2 separate regions of the Sus scrofa genome follow, and region 2 is linked to region 1. The links are chromatin contacts, called in public Hi-C maps. All regions are on one chromosome and are shown on one strand. Each heading gives the region's core, a stretch centred on a gene start, on an enhancer-like site or on the middle of the called end of the contact. The rest is flanking DNA. Distances are from core to core; before and after follow the strand shown. Region 1 has its middle 24 kb from the start of DENND5B. Region 2 overlaps DENND5B (DENN domain-containing protein 5B).

Region 1 (4,243 bases), core at 825-3,324:
CTCTGATTCACATCCTCTCTCTCAGACTGGCAGGGTTTAGTTTTGTTTTCTAGAAGGGCAGAGGGAGGAGGGGAGTCTCTCCTGGAAAGAGGAACCGGCGGGAGGGGCGCGGCCAGACCCACGGCACCCACGTCGCGGCTGCGTGCGTCCGGCTGCTGCTTGTCACGCACCGCTTGCATTTTGCACATTTTCATAAATCTGCAGAATTACTTCGAATCATCAGCTTGTTCTTGACAGCTTTATCCCCTTGGTTCTTGAAAGGGAAAGTAAATCAAAGCTTGCCTGATCAGAACCTGGCAGGAGGGTGAATAAAGACGTTCCTCCATGGCATGGGGACCCTCTCAAGGTCTACCCCAGATCCAGGTTGGCCTCCAGGACACAGGGCAAATTGCCTGAGTTACAAGATTGCCCTGCACCAGGGCGGAATATATGAGCAGCCCTCAAGCCTGTGTCACTGCAGAACGAAAGGCTATGAAAGGAGAGGAAAGAATGAATGGGAGATGTCCGGGGTGCAAAGTGGCCCGGAAGCCCTGACAAGCCAGCGAAAGGCTGGAATCCTTACAAGGGAAGTGAAGTAAGCTGTCCAGGAAAACATTCAGGGTGGGGAGGGCGGTGTATGTTCTGCAGGGGGTGGGGGCCCAAGCAGCATTTCAAGCTGAGATGCCCCAAGGCACCAGCAAATAGGGCTGAGCCCTCTACTTGGGTTCAGCTAAAGTGTGGTTTCACAAGTGCTGATGTTGCCTCTTTTTCGTCTTTTTAGGGCCACACCCTCAGGCATATGGAAGTTCCCAGGCTAGGAGTCAATAAGAACTGCAGCTATGCCACAGCCACTGCTGCCAGGGATACAAGCCACATCTGTGACCTACATCACAGCTTGCAGCAACTCCAGATCCTTAAGCCGCTGAGTTAGGCCAAGGATCAAACCCGTATCCTCATGTATACTAGTTGGGTTCTTAACCCTCTGAGCCACAACCAGAACTGATGTTGTCTCACTTTAAGTTTTACAATGATGCACTTGTAGTTCAGAACAAATGCAAGAGCCGCAAAAGTTATACAATGAATATGGTCTCAACAGCCAAGTTTGCCCAGCGCTTTTGCCAGCTCTTCCCCAGCCCCTCTGTCTCACAGACCTGAGCCTCTATGGAAGGATCCAGGATCTCTCAGGTCACATTCAAGCCCACATTTCATCCTTTATCCGAAACACAGCAAGTGGAGAAACAGGATGCATGAACATGCAACCTGAAAATGATGAATTTTACCTGAGTCCTGTGATCCTGGAAAAGGGTGGCAAGGATTAAGAAACCCCCTCATGTAAAGTTCCCCCTGTGGCACAGTGGATTAATGATCCGGATCTGGCACAATGGGTTTAGGATCCCGCCTGTGGTGTAGGTTAGAGCTCTGGCTGGATTCAGTCCCTGGCCCGGGATTTCCATATGCCTTGGGTGTGGGCAAGTGAGGAAAAAAAAATCCTCCCACATTAACATTAACACATTATTATATAGAAAATAGATAACCAACAAGTAACTACTACTCAATATTTTGTAATTAATCCATAAAGGAAAAGAACTTGAAAAAAAAAAAAGATATATGGAGTTCCAGCTATGGTGCAGTGGATTAAGAATCCGACTGCAGTGGCTCCCAGTGCAGCTGTAGTTTGGATTCAATCTCTGGCCTGGGAACTTCCATATACAGCGGGTGTGGCTATTAAAAAAGAAAAAAAATGTGTGTATATACAAATATATATTATATATATATGAATCATTTTGCTGTGCACCTGAAACTAACATAACATTGTAAATCAACTATACTTCTAATTAATTAATTAAAATTTTTAAAAATTAAAAAAAGAAATCCCCCAAGAGACTTTGCTTAATGCAAAGACCCGAGCATTCCCCTCTGACTTAGGTAAGACTCCCAGATGCCCCTTGTTTCCCTATTGACAAGGCCAGGCGCAGACCTTCAAAATTCCTTTTCTTTGCTTCATAAATGATTAGCTGAAATGCTTGTCCTCACTGATCCATGCAACAAATGCTGTTAACCAAGCTTTGATTAAGCTTCTCTCCTTCCTCCAGGCCCTTGAACTTTGGCCCACTCCCAGCTTCTGAGAATAGGCTGGCCTCAGGGTCAAACATTCTCTAATCTGCCTTCCGCTCAGGCCACTCTTTCATCCAGCATCCCAAGTCTGGCTCTTCCCAGCCTTGTTTACTCCTCTCTGGAACAGAGGAAAATCTTTTTGTCTAACTCTTAGATGATTGCAGACCTATGATCACAGATTTCTCTCATTGCAATTGTTCCCCCTGCCCTGCTCTACCCTTGCAATAATCCTTTTGAATACAAGTCTCTCTTTATGAAGTCTAGAATATATATATTTTGGACAAACCAGAAATGGAAGACAACCTATCAGCTTTCTTTATGAGCATCTTCTCATAGAAGTTTTTTATAGGAGTTCCCGTTGTGGCTCAGTGGTTAACGAATCCGACTAGGAACCATGAGGTTTCTGGTTCGATCCCTGGCCTTGCTAAGGGGTTAAGGATCTGGCGTTGCTGTGAGCTGTGGTGTAGGTTGCAGATGCAGCTCGGATCTGGCGTTGCTGTGGCTGTAGTGTAGGCCAGTGGCTACAGCTCTGATTAGACCCCTAGCTTGGGAACCTCCATATGCCGCGGGAGAGGCCCTAGAAGAGGCCAAAAAAAAAAAAAAAAAAAGTTTTTTATAAACTGAATATTGTTTGGACTTAACGTCGTGGAGCAGCAGAAATGAATCCGACTAGGAACCATGAGGTTGCAGGTTCGATTCCTGCCCTCTCTCAGTGGGTTAAGGATCTGGCGTTGCCCTGAGCTGTGGTGTAGGCTGCAGACGCGGCTCGTTTGACCCCAGCCTGGGAACTTCTATACGCCGCGGGTACAGCCCTAAAAAGCAAAAAAAAAAAAAAGATACTCGGTCAACAAGTTAGTCCCATTTTCTGACAGCACCCAATCCAGAACAATCTTCACTTTACCTTTCCCCAAATCATCTAACAGAAACCCAAATCTGGGAGTTCCCATTGTGGCACAGTGAAAAGGAATCTGACTAGGAACCATGAAGATGCAGGTTCAATCCCTGGCCTTGCTCAGTGGGTTAAGGATCCCGGCATTGCCGTGAAGTGTGGTGTAGGTTGTAGACACGGCTCGTTTGACCTCTAGCCTGCGAACCTCCATATGCCGCGGGGTGCAGCCCTAAAAAATACAAAAGAAAAAAGAAACCCAAATCCAGAGTCCCTTGGTGGCACGGCGGGACCAAGGATCCAGCTGCTGTCACTTCTGTGGTGCAAGGTGGATCCCCGGCCGGGAAACTTGTGCATGCCGAAGGGTGAGCCTGGCAGGCCGGTGGCTTTAATAACACACACCAGCCACCCATTAAGGGCCTGAATTTGATCCTTTCCTGTGCGCCATCTGGTGGTCATATCGTGTAAACGGCAGGAGCATCTACCTGAAGACGGGTTGATGGCCCTCTCCTATATCCTTCCCTCTGCTTAACTTCTCCCCCAGCTCTTTTCCCCATCTCCCAGTCTCCCCTTGGAAAAGGCTTTATTTCCTCTGGGATAGTGTGAATGGTTTACTAAACTGAAGAGGTCTCTCTACGTTAGGTTTTTGGTAGCTGGGGAACCTCAAGCCTCAGCCTTTATGATACTTGTGGTTTCTAAATATACCTGAAAAAGGACGAGCAGAGTCAGCAGAGGCCTCTGTGGGTAAAATTAGGCTCTCTCTATGAGAATAGGAACAACAGAGGCACCTCTACCCCATTTCCTCTTCCCGAAGTTTACACCCTTGAAATGAAGGCTAAAACTGTTCAGTATAATTTTTCTTCTTAGTAATATTCCCAAACATGAATCACAAAAGTCATCAACAACCCTTGATTAGGGCTGAACATTGACTCTACATTTAAAGGTTTCTGGAGTTCCTGCGGTGGCATAGCAGAAACGAATCCGACTAGGAATCATGAGGTTGCGGGTTTGATCCCTGGCCTTGCTCAGTGGGTTAAGGATCTGGCGTTGCTGTGAGCTGTGGTGTAGGTCGCAGACTCGGCTCAGATCTGGCATTACTGTGGCTCTGGTATAAACCGGCAGCAATAGCTCTGATTAGACCCTAACCTGGGAACCTCCATATGCTGTGGGTGCGGCCCTATTGAAAAAAAAAGACAAGAAAAAGTTTCTTTTTGTCATGACTTTTTTTTATTACCTACAATAAAATGTGTCCTATGTAACAAC
Region 2 (4,243 bases), core at 1,260-3,759, 180 kb before region 1:
TGGTAACTTACATGATGTAACTGTATCTCATTCTGTGAGACAAAATGGCAAGTTTAATTTTCCTTTCTTTTCTTTCTTTCTTTCTTTCTTTTTTTTTGCTTCTTAGGGCCAAATCTGCATCATATGGAAGTTCCCAGGCTTGGGGTTGAATTGGAGCTTCAGTTGCTGGCTTACAGCACAGGCCAGTTCTGAACTGCATCTGCGACCTACACCACAGCTCACAGCAATGCTGGATACTTACTTAACCCACTGAGCAAGCACAAGGATTGAACCAGCACCTTCACGGATACCAGTCAGGTTCGTAACCTGCTGAGCCACAACAGGACCTCCCTAGTTTTATTTTCAAAACATAGAAATGAGCATGTGAATGACTCTGAAGTCCACACATTCCCAGTCTTGTTAAGTAATTCATTTATTCTTTGCATTATTAAGCATCATTTACTAGCTATAATTTTGCCAAAGGTGATCACATTTGCTGAAATACTAAAGACAGCTTATTTGCTTCTGCTTTGTAAGTAGCATATGAAATTCTAATAGTTGATCAACCATTTGCATAGGCATGGTTATAGATCCCTTTACCCTCTAATTAGTTCTGAGATTTTTTCCCTTTCAGACTGTAATCTAGTCGAAAATGTAAAGCTTGGGGCTCTGTGTGGAAATGGGAAAACTTGAGATTATATAAGATTGAAAGCAATAAAATACAGCAGTAAGATTTTAAAATTGAAATCTTCCCTCTTAAGCAGTCCCTATACTTCTTTCCCTGCTTTATTTTTCTTCACAAACCTTATCACTTTCTGACAGGTTACCTATTTTACATATTAAGTTGTCTTGTTTGCTTCCTCATATTGAAAGCAGAGATTTTCATTATTTTAATTCATTGCTAAACTCCCAATGAACGGGACAGTGCCTTGCATATAGCAGGGGTTCCATAAATATTTGCCAAGTGAATGAATAAGTACTCTAATGCTACTGAAAGAAAATAAAAACTATGTAAATGAATAGTCTACCCATATCAAAGTGATTTTAAAAATTAGGATATTTTACAAACACAAGAAAAAAATTGATTAAGCTGATGACTAGTCTGTACTGATGATAAACTTATCCACTTCAGAAAAATAGCCTATGGTATTTATTACACTCATCTGGAACGTATGAATCGATAAGGGTCAGCATCTTTTAGCACATTTTAAGTTTAGTGTTTATAAAGCAGAGATAGCTCTTCAGTGGAGCATGAAACTTCAAATTAACTAAGGTAAATCAGGTAAAACTTTCAGTCATAAGCTCTTTATTTCTGCCTTGTAATCAGCATATTAAATTCTCTCTGCTAATTTCCTCCCCAAGGCTTCACTTGCATTATCTGTAAGAGAGGAAGATTTCATTCTGAATACATAACTATTCCCTGTTTATAGTCTTCATTAAAGTTAAAATAGCCTATTTAAATAAGAGTTCAATCAAATAAAGCTTTTCAAAAATTAACCTTTTTCTTTATTGCATAGTGCTCCGTTCCCAAATTATGTACAAGAATACTGATGGTGAAGATTTTCCAGACTTCCACAGTCTTTATGAATGAGACATCATGAACATGATGCAAGGAATAAAGGAGACCTGGGTTATAATCCTAACCTTGCCACTAACCCAAGCTTGTACTTTTACCAACATGTAACAATGGCCCCATTTCAGGGTTAGGCTACATAATCTCAATCTTTACTTTGCTCTTCAGGAGGGACAATGGCACCTGAGAATGTATCTTGCTTCTCAAAGTATAATCCTACCTTCTTTTGGGTCCCCCCTCTTAACCGAGCCCAGTGAGGCAGAAGGGAGGCATGTCAGGGCTCTTTCATTCTGAAAGGCCTCATTAGATTGATACGACAGGTGTTCAATATTTTAGGTTATTCAAAATTTTGGGGGGGGGGGGCTACCAAAGCAAAATATCCAACTCTAAGAGTAATCACATGTCACCTTCATATTAGAGTAACAGCCAGAAGTACATGCAGTATAATGGTTAAGTGCTTGGGCCCCTGAATCAGCAGTCGTAGGTCTGAATCCTATTTTTACCACTTTCTAACTATGTGATCCTGAAAGCAAGTTGTTGACTATCTCTGAGCCCCAATCATAAAAATGGGTGAAACAACAGGCTTCATCAGTAGGGATACGTTTGTAATAAGGATGATGAGCTAATACACTTAATGCAGTCAGCAGAGAAGCTAGTGCAGACTAGCTTAATAATATTAGCTATTATTATCAGCAGCATCACCTCCACAATCAATATTCTTTTGGCATACAGAAGGCTCAACTGGCAGGAAGGGCACTGCTTTCTGAAAGTAGGAAAACATGGGCTACATGGAAGGATAATAACTATTTTGAGTAAAGCAGTGATGAAAATTTCCAAACTTTCTGACTCAGATTTGAAAGGAGGTGGATATTTATAGTGATAAATACAAGCCTACCTCATTTTTACTGTGCTTTAAAGATACTGTTTTGTTTTGTGTGTGTGTGTGTTTGTTTGTTTTGGCTGCACCATAGCATGCTAAAGTTCCCAGGCCAGGGACAGAACTTGAGCCACAGCTGTGACCCGAGCCATAGTAGTGACAACACTGGATCCTTAACCCACTGAGCCACAAGGGAATTTGGAAGATGCTGTATTTTTTACGAATTGACAATTTGTGGTAACCTGTGTTGTCAGATGATGGTTAGTATTTTTAAGCACTAAAGTGTTTTTTGGTTTTGCTTCTTAAAAAGAGCCGCACCAGTGGCATAGAGGCTAGAGGTCGAATTGGGGCTGTAGCTGCTGGCCTACACCAGCAATGCAGGATCTGAGCCGCATCTGTGACCTAGACCACAGCTCACAGCAATGCCAGATCCTTAATCCACTGAGCAAGACCAGGGATTGAACCTGTGTCCTCGTGGATGCTAGTCAGATTCGTTAACCTCTGAGCCACGACAGGAACTCCAGCACTGAAGTATTTTAAATTAAGATATCTATATATATTTTTTTAGACATAATGCTATTGCACACTTAATAGACAGCAGCATAGTGTAAACATAATTTTTATATGCACTGGGAAACCGAAAAATTCTTCCTTTATTGTGCTAGTCACTTTACTGTGGTAATCTGGAACCAAACCCACAGTATCTCAAAGGTATGCCGGTATTAGACTCCAAAAGGAAAAGAAACAGCAATGTATATGCTACTGTAACTGTTTTCCTTAATTCATACATCTTTTTTCCTTTGATGTATTTGCCATCACTGTAGTTTTCTCACATGTAGACCTAAATGAATCAATAATTCTGACACATTTCAGAATTTTTTTTTTTTTTTTTTTTGGTCACACCTATGGTATATGGAAGTTCCCAGGCTAGGGGCTGAATCGGAGCTACAGTTGCCAGCCTATACCACAGCCATAGCAACACCAGATCCAAACTGCACGTGCGACCTACACCACAGCTCATGGCAACGCCGGATCCCCAACCCGCTGAACGAGGCCAGGGATGGAACCCACCTCGTCATGGATACTAGTCAGATTCATTTCTACTGCGTCATAATGGGAACTCCAGAAACATATTTAACGGAACACTTGCAGCTGGGAAAATGGTAAGGGCTTCATTCCTTTCTGGTTATTAAAAATAGGACATTAACAGTAGAAACAAGGATTCGCAAATATTACCACACATATATGAACCTCAAGAGATTCCAGATGGCACAATACTTAGGGTACAGTGTTTATTAAATCAAATCAAGCAACACCATCACATGTGATAAAGATAATTTACTAAGTTTTCTTTTTTCCTGACCAATAAAATCGTAGCAAGTATCTTGGGAAATAAGCAAGGACCAAAAACTGTGTAACACACAGCTCAGCAAATCATCTGGGAGACAGAAATATCATACTTGTAAGCCATCTTTCAAGAACCTTCAAATTACGTTTTAGTTTGCACTATACAGGATAAAGGGCATAGTTCCACTGTCTCATTCCCCTCACTGATTTTATACTTGCCTCCTGACAATTCTGGTTGGTCAGTGCCATTCTGTGTACCCAGTGTCTCCCACAATCTTCTATCCCATTTCTTTGCCACTGCCTGGCTTTTCCCTTTCCTTCTCTGAGACTCTTCAATAAAATCACAGAATGTCAGAGTGTTTGCAGATGAGAAAAGAAGGAAATGAGTCCCACTTGTCTAAGGATCCCAAGCTGGGTAGTGGTCAGGAATGAACTAAATTCCAGAACTGTTGATTTCAGAGCTTTCT

The links. A called contact is a pair of places that touch in the nucleus more often than the background predicts.
Region 2: a Hi-C map of liver shows a contact between it and region 1, with 8 times the contacts expected there. The contact joins two enhancer-like sites. A contact is called at or near these places in 2 of 47 Hi-C or Micro-C datasets (embryonic fibroblasts and liver).

What each region holds. Positions count from the first base shown.
Region 1 is chr5:42,616,997-42,621,239 of Sscrofa11.1, reverse strand. No RefSeq gene overlaps it. Among named protein-coding and RNA genes, the nearest start is that of DENND5B, 24 kb to the left of the region's middle. Within about 2 kb of position 2,074, at least 22 of the 83 cell types and tissues checked have an H3K27ac peak or open chromatin away from gene starts, as enhancers often do. A contact at or near this core is called in liver, where this site is marked.
Region 2 is chr5:42,798,082-42,802,324 of Sscrofa11.1, reverse strand. The region is part of intron 9 of DENND5B (DENN domain-containing protein 5B); the gene reads right to left. Among named protein-coding and RNA genes, the nearest start is that of FAM60A, 130 kb to the left of the region's middle. Within about 2 kb of position 2,509, at least 1 of the 83 cell types and tissues checked has an H3K27ac peak or open chromatin away from gene starts, as enhancers often do. A contact at or near this core is called in liver, where this site is marked.